Linked DNA regions of Oryzias latipes: region 1 is linked to region 2. Evidence: chromatin contacts called from public Hi-C data. All regions are on one chromosome and are shown on one strand. Each heading gives the region's core, a stretch centred on a gene start, on an enhancer-like site or on the middle of the called end of the contact. The rest is flanking DNA. Distances are from core to core; before and after follow the strand shown.

The links. A called contact is a pair of places that touch in the nucleus more often than the background predicts.
Region 1: a contact with region 2 is called in a Hi-C map of embryo, with 2.0 times the contacts expected there. The contact joins the enhancer-like site here to the promoter of LOC101156069 in region 2. A contact is called at or near these places in 2 of 5 Hi-C or Micro-C datasets (both in embryo).

Annotation. Positions count from the first base shown.
Region 1 is chr2:22,675,469-22,678,939 of ASM223467v1, forward strand. LOC101165288 (guanine nucleotide exchange factor DBS) reads left to right here. Exons shown (of 33, transcript XM_023966166.1): 8 at 1-58; 9 at 135-259; 10 at 320-434; 11 at 509-628; 12 at 1,115-1,306; 13 at 1,382-1,573; 14 at 1,655-1,808; 15 at 1,883-1,935. Among protein-coding and RNA genes, the nearest start is that of LOC111949299, 5.2 kb to the left of the region's middle. Within about 2 kb of position 1,508, at least 1 of the 8 cell types and tissues checked has an H3K27ac peak or open chromatin away from gene starts, as enhancers often do. A contact at or near this core is called in embryo, where this site is marked.
Region 2 is chr2:22,626,462-22,630,128 of ASM223467v1, forward strand. It overlaps LOC101156069 (radixin), which reads right to left and starts at 1,559. Exons shown (of 15, transcript XM_004066609.4): 1 at 1,351-1,559.

The sequences.
Region 1 (3,471 bases), core at 258-2,757, 49 kb after region 2:
TGCCGAAGCCACCACCAACCTGCTGCAGGCGCACACTTGCAAAAAAGAGCAGATGAAGGTGAGCGATGCCTCCCGCCAGAGTTCCCGTACGAACGCTTACAGGGTGCGTAAAAAACGTTTGATTCCACTTCCAGGAGGACCTGCAGGTGGCGCTCTCTCAAGGAAGGCGTCTACTGGACATCATCAACGAGCCTCTTCTGGTGGATCCCGAATACAATATGACGCATGATGAAATGGAGAATCTCGCCACGGTCCAAAGGTTAGATGGAAAAATTGTAACGATGATGGAGGCAAGCCGCTAACTCCACTTTGGTCGTAGACTCATCGGCCAGCTGGACGAGACCGAGACGGCGTTTGAGGATTTCTGGGAGCGCCACCGAACCAAACTGGAGCAGTGTTTGCAGCTCCGGCACTTTGAGCACCACTTTCGTGAGGTGAGTCCTGCCCAGGCGGAAGCAACCGTCTGCTCACGTGCACGCACTCCAACGGCTTATTCTGCTCTCCACAGATCCGGGCTCAGCTCGACGTGACGTCCGAGCGGTTGTCGGGGTTCTCCGAGGTCAGCGTAAGCCCCGCCCACGCCGAGCACGTCCTCCAGGAACTCAGCAACCACGAGGACAAAGCCTTTGTAAGGAGAAACCGGGTCCTTTATGGAACCACCTCAGCTCCGTCACATCTTCCATTCCCAAAAAAACGAGGACGAGGGGAACACTAACAGATAACAAAAAATGTTTCAGGCAGCACTTTGTACATGAAAACTCTGCATCCAGGTGATCTAATTTTAGCACCAAAACAACAAAACCCCATCATGACACTACCGCCACAGGCTGCATGGTACTGAACATTATGGTTACAGAGTTTCATCTGTAAGAATTTGAAGCATTTAAAGCAGATCATATGACTTTTCAAGTTCTTAAACACCTTTTTGCTGGAGTTTGGATTAAAATCTCAGATTTACCTGATTACTCCATTCAGTACAGTCACTGTTTTGGATTACACCTGAAGATCAGTCATTTCTGTGGACTCTCCACACTTCAGGAGAAAGTGACGGACATCTTGAAGTAATTGTGGTCAACATAGACGTGTGCTTCCTGATATCAGTGTTCTTCAACAGGCGTTGCTGGATGTTGCCCTGTCCCTGGCCGGCGAAGGAGACGGACTGATCGAAAACTCCCACTACGCCGAGGACTCCATCAGGCCGAAGTGCAGGGAGCTGAGAGACGTGTGTGAGGAGATTAGCTCCACTCTGAGGCACAAGAAGAGCCTCCTGCTTAGAGCTCTGGAGCTCCACCACGCTCTGGAGAAGGTAGGAATCTGGTCCAGCCGACTTTTCTCGTCGTCTCCTGAAAGATTGACGAGTTTCTTTGTTTTTTGCCGGAAGGCATCGGGGTGGTGTGAAGAGGGCATCTTCCTGCTGGCCAGCCAGCCGGTGGATCGCTGCCAGTCCCAGGATGGAGCGGAGGCAGCTCTGCAAGAGCTGGAGCGATACCTAGACACGGCAGCCTTGCACACTCTGACGGACCGCAGCGCCATCTGCTGTCAGTACGAGACAGTGCTCAACACTCAGCTCAGGGTCCGAAAGACTATTTTAATCCACATTAGTTGGAAGCTTTCAAAAGCTTTATTTAACGTGTGCTTTCTTTTTTTTCATCAGGACCAGATTGAACGAGTTTTCCAGAAACAGATCTCCGTCCAGGAGATGTTTGAAAAGAGACGCGTCAGTCTGAAGAAACTTGCTGCCAAACAAACTAGACCAGTTCAGCCAGTAGCTCCAAGACCAGAAGTCAAGTCTCCACTTTCTTCTCCCAGTGAGTCCTGATACGCATTATTCATTTTTTTTAAGTACATACATCCACGGTCATCAAACACTTTTCATTTCCAGGTCAAGAGAGAAAAGAGAGAAGATACTCTGCAGATAGTACCCTCTGTAAAAAGGTAGACATGACTTTCCTTGAGTGTTTCTAAAGCCTTAGTCACCTGTACGGGTGCCGTAGGTTATCGGGTTGTCCGGGTCGGTGGAGGGTCGTGGAGAGGAGCGGACGCATAGCGGTCGTGTTCTTAAATACGCCCACGGTGTTCACACTGGTCGAGCAGGGGAGGGGCTTCCTCTTCTTTTTCTTGCTTTGCTACCGTTTACCAGTGCACGTCCGTCACCTACAGTTGGAAGAGGCTTGGCGTCCGATGTCAAAGCGCCGCAAATCTGGTCAATCTTTCTCCGGGCTTTTTATTTCACATCTCTATTCCAATGTGTGAAAGACTTGGGTTGAATCCGAATTCTTCTCCTACCCCTCCAGTCCCTTCCTATTGCTTCAATCGTACAGGCATTTGGAGCTGTAGTGGTGTCCAAAAGTTTTTTTTTTTTTTTAAGGAAACACCGTAGTGAAACGTCGGGTATCACTCCGCCAGTTAGGGTGATCTGAGGAGAAATGCATTTCTTTGCGTGGGTGTGCTCTGAAGCAGAGTTTACATTTAAATGAGCGTCTTTACTTTTTTAAAGTTATAAACCGAGGTTGTAATGTATTTTCTGAGCGCTGGCAGCTACGTGCTAACGTAACTCACCGCCGGCTATTGATGATGTCATCGAGCGGTGGTAAAGTCCGAATTTGAGGACAACGGTTGTGTCTGAATGAAATAATGCACCATAACGTGCGTTCCCCAATTTGTAGTGCTGTCCGAATCTACAATGTGTGCCCTAGAAATTTCCCAGAAGTCAGTGGGCATCCAAGCTCACCGGATTGGCCAATAAAGACCACAATGCATTGTGTCTTAACAATTTTTGCCCAAAAAATGTATTTAAATGTATATTTTTTTATAAACCATCAAAGTTTTTATCGTCAGAACACAGTGGATTAATAAATAATCATCGCAAAATGCTCATATCAAATAGATTTTAACTTTGTGAAATCGATGACGTCATATTCGTCATCACCCGGGGTGCCGGCGTCCTGGGCCCGGCGGTACTCTCTCCGCGCGGTGGGGGGGTTCACATTACATCTGAGCCCGGGGTGTCTGGTCCCTGGGGGGTGGGTTCTGGTCCTTGCTCCTGAGTACTGGGCCCCGCCAAATTTCCAACTGTGGCCGAGCCTGGTCGGGCCATATTTACAACACCCCTTGTGGGCCCTCTTTTTTCCCCGGGGTTCCCCCCTCCTGGGCGGGGGCGGCGGGCCCCTGCCTCGCTCCTCCCTGGACCAACCGTGGGCCGGGCGGATGGCTGCCTGGAGTGCGGAGCGGGTCTCCCTTGGGGGGTCCTGGCTCGTACCTGGGGTTGGGGCGGGGGGATGCCCGGAACTCCTGGGTGGTGGTGGGGTGCTCGTTTGGGGCTGTGGGCGTCCTTCTCCGGTGGGGCCCTGCGTTGGGTTCTCCCGGCGTGCCGGGGGGGCTGCTCTCCTGGTTGGGCTGGGTCGGCGCTCTCTTTCCCTCCGTGCCTCCCTGGCCTCTGGCTCTGGGGGCCTTGCGGCGGCCCTGCTGGCC
Region 2 (3,667 bases), core at 309-2,808:
AGACTAATCTGATGTATTCAGATACAACAAACTAAATCAAAGTTGTCAAGACCGTAATCCGGTGTTTTAGTATCAGAAGCCATTGCTAAGGCATTCTGAGGGATTAAAACTATGCAGTGGATTAACAATAATGCACCGTAGACGATACAACTGACATTTAAACCACACATTTGTCTGTAATTCTACTAACATTCAACCATTTAGGTCAAAGAACAACAACTGAGATGACTGATTTGATATTTTCTAAAGACGCAAAGAGAAAACAAGCAGCAAAAACTCATTCAGAGACTCTTTACGATGACAAATAAGTATTACAGTAGGACTAAACTTCTTTTAAAAGCTTTCTACGAACACCAAATGGCCAAAATAAAAGCCTCCAGCCAAGAGTAAAGAGTGTTCTGACCAAAGGATTTCCATCTGTAATCTGAATTTTAAACTAAACTTACAGTTACAGGTTTTCACGTGGTTTCACTTCCTGACTGCACATCATAAACGAAGATCCTGACAGAACAATTCTAATCTTTAAATGCAATTTTTGTAAAATATAAACTTTAACTTTCGTCAGTTCTAACATTTAAATTCGTACACCAACATTTATCTCTTACAATGTATTTGGTTCACTGTTGGGAGAGAAAATAACAGTTTGAAAATACTTTTTATATATATTAATAATAATATATATTTAAAAAAAACAATAAAAACAACTTTTTTGGATAAAATAGTGGTAATTGAAATTTTTTTTTTACTACAAATATGATCAAAAGTTGGCATCTGAACCCCCAAACAAGTCTTTTTTTTAAAGTGTAGTATGATTTAGACGTCCATAAATATTTAAATGATGAATATATTTAAACATTTCCACATGTATGAGGTTGTTGGGGTGAATCTTGTCTATTTGAAGCTGGTAAGCAATTAGCTTCTCCCCGTTTGAACTCAGCAGCAGCAACTGTTGCTCTGAGCGGCTCAAATAAACCCCCACGTTTGTTAAAAAAAGAAGGAAATGCTTTTATAGTTAGCTAAAAACTCAAATAAAGGCGCTTTTAGTGTAAAACAGTGACTATTCGGCCGTAGAAAAGCTGACATTTTTAAGCTAGTAGTGGGTGTTGTCCGCGTGACGGGTTTGCCTGAAGTTTTAGCGCCTTTTAAAAGACTCACTGACTTTAAGTTAAATCCACACATTTATTTAACACCTTCCCAAAACAAATACCCGCAGAAAGTCAAATACAATAATTTTTAAATCAGCCCTGGGGCTACAGTTCACGGAGTCGAGCATCACTTCTCTCGAGGATATCCGCTATATAGCAAACTTGATGAGCAGCGGCTCATCTTTTTTAGGGAGAGGCAACTCACCGCGCGGACGGTCTCCGGCGTCAAGTTTGAGAGAAAAACTACGGAGAGATAAAACTAAACACCAGCAGAGAAGAAGCATAAAGCTACATCCAGCGCTTCGCCTGTCCAAACAAGTTCCCGCACACAGCAGAAAAACCGTTGAGATCTAAACACCCATAAGACGATTTGGGGTTTTCGCTGTGAAAAACAAACAAACCCCGAGCAATTACTGTCACTTCCGGTTCGAGTTTAGAAAATAAAAGCCCAGGAAAATACTTGGAATAGGATAGTTTACTAGTAAACTAAGTAAGCAACAACAAAAAGGGGACATAAAACGAATTTGATATAGAAGTATGACGGAGTATTTAGCCCACCATAAAAACAACTAAATAATTAAATATATGAGAAGCCATTTATGGGATTGGTGCATTGATGGATTTAGTCAGCACACAAAATGGATAGAGGCAAACACTATCAACTATATTTTCAAAATACTTGGTCTCATAAGTTTAGTCTCTTAAATTACTTTTTTTTCATACTTTTACAACTGTATTCACATATGTTAAATAATATTTTTTCTTTCATGGTGACCCTAATCCTACGTTGTACAAAATTGACATTCGATATAGTGCAAATATTAGCAATATGATGAATTTCGTTCTTTTTCTAATTATTGAGTAGTTTGTATTGCACATTAGATTTAAATAATATTGCATTTTTGATAAAAAATAATTGTTGGTAATATCTGTGTATGTTTAAGCAAAACTGAATTTGAAGACATTCATTAAAATACTGTTCTGTTTATGCAAACATTTCCTGGTCTGTCTATATCAGCAAACATCTAAAATATTTAAACACAGAACATTTTTAAGCACCTTAGTATAAACACGCCACGCTTGTCGTTTATTTTGAAGGAAAAACTTTCATTTCCGGCCACCTCATCCCTTCTCAGCCTTATGTTACGCGCTTGACTGTGAAGATGTGCAACATGGCTGTCAGCAGCCCGCGAGAGGATGCTAGACTTGCATGTGGGCACGCGAGGTGCTTTATGCCGCGAGGTTCATTGAATAAACAGGTTAAAACACACTGTAAGCTTTTCACAATAACAGCCAATATTTCAATAACGCCCAGCATCATCTGTCAATAAAACTATTTTTAATCTTATTTTGAAAGTTTTAGCGTGGAAAAAAGTTTTGTTTATAATCACTCACATCCGGTCTAAACTTCAGTTAAAAATTGGAAGCATATTTACATCTCTTGACACTTGTTGCATTCGACATGGAGCAGTATCTATGCGCCACCACTGGATGGCACTGTTGGCGCACAAATCAGGAATAGGAGCCATTGTCGCCCCCTAGAGGTCATATTTATTCATAACTCTCAAACCCCTAAAATTAAAGTTTTTTATTTATTTAAATTTGCTGTAAAAACTAATGGCCGAAAAATAATTAACTTTTTTTGTGTATCATCTTTTAAACTTCAACTATAATCTGGATTTAAACACAATATTGTTTTGTTTGTAAATTGCCAGTACAGTAAATGGACACAAAATATGGAAATGTATATTATGTTTACATAAGAGTAAACATTATTAGTATCAGGCTTCATAAATTCTGTTTGTGTTTCTCTTTATCTTTTCAGACTGTGCTGTTATAACCAAGTTGCCCTTTTATTTTATTTTTTTAAAATTAGTTCTAAAATGACATCCCGTCTGATACCTTCAAAAATGTCATCGAGTGTTAATAAAATGTTTTAAAAACATAAATGGACTTTTTTTGTTTTTATAAACTTGCATTTTTCATAAGCTGAACTGATTTATTTAAAATGTTTATCTTTGTTTTTATTTTTAACTAATATAGATGTGTATAAACTGAAATTCAATGGCAAGCCAAAAGCTGAATTAAATAAAATTATCCTTTTTTCTTTTTTTGCTTAGTGATGTGAAATGTTTTGTAGGATTTCTAAAGACGTATCCTATTAATTTATATTTTGACTTCATTGATATAAATAGGTCAAATATTGTATTTTTCATTACATTCTAAGACAAATAAAAAACACAGACTTTTATACAAAAATGAAGACTTTTGCATGTTTAGTTTACAAATACAAACTTTCCATAAGATGACGGTGTCCAGTAGGAGTGGCAGCAAAACAAGCAGCACTCTTTCAGGATCTTCTTAATTGGCTCACAGGAAGGTGAATTCTTGGCCTTTTGGAAAAACTTTCAGGTAAAGAAATACTTTTCATTTGTTAAACAAATTAAAACATTGATAAATAGCTATTAATACTCCAGTCAAATTCTAATTTATTATCCTGTTAAGGATTTTTCTATTTGTTA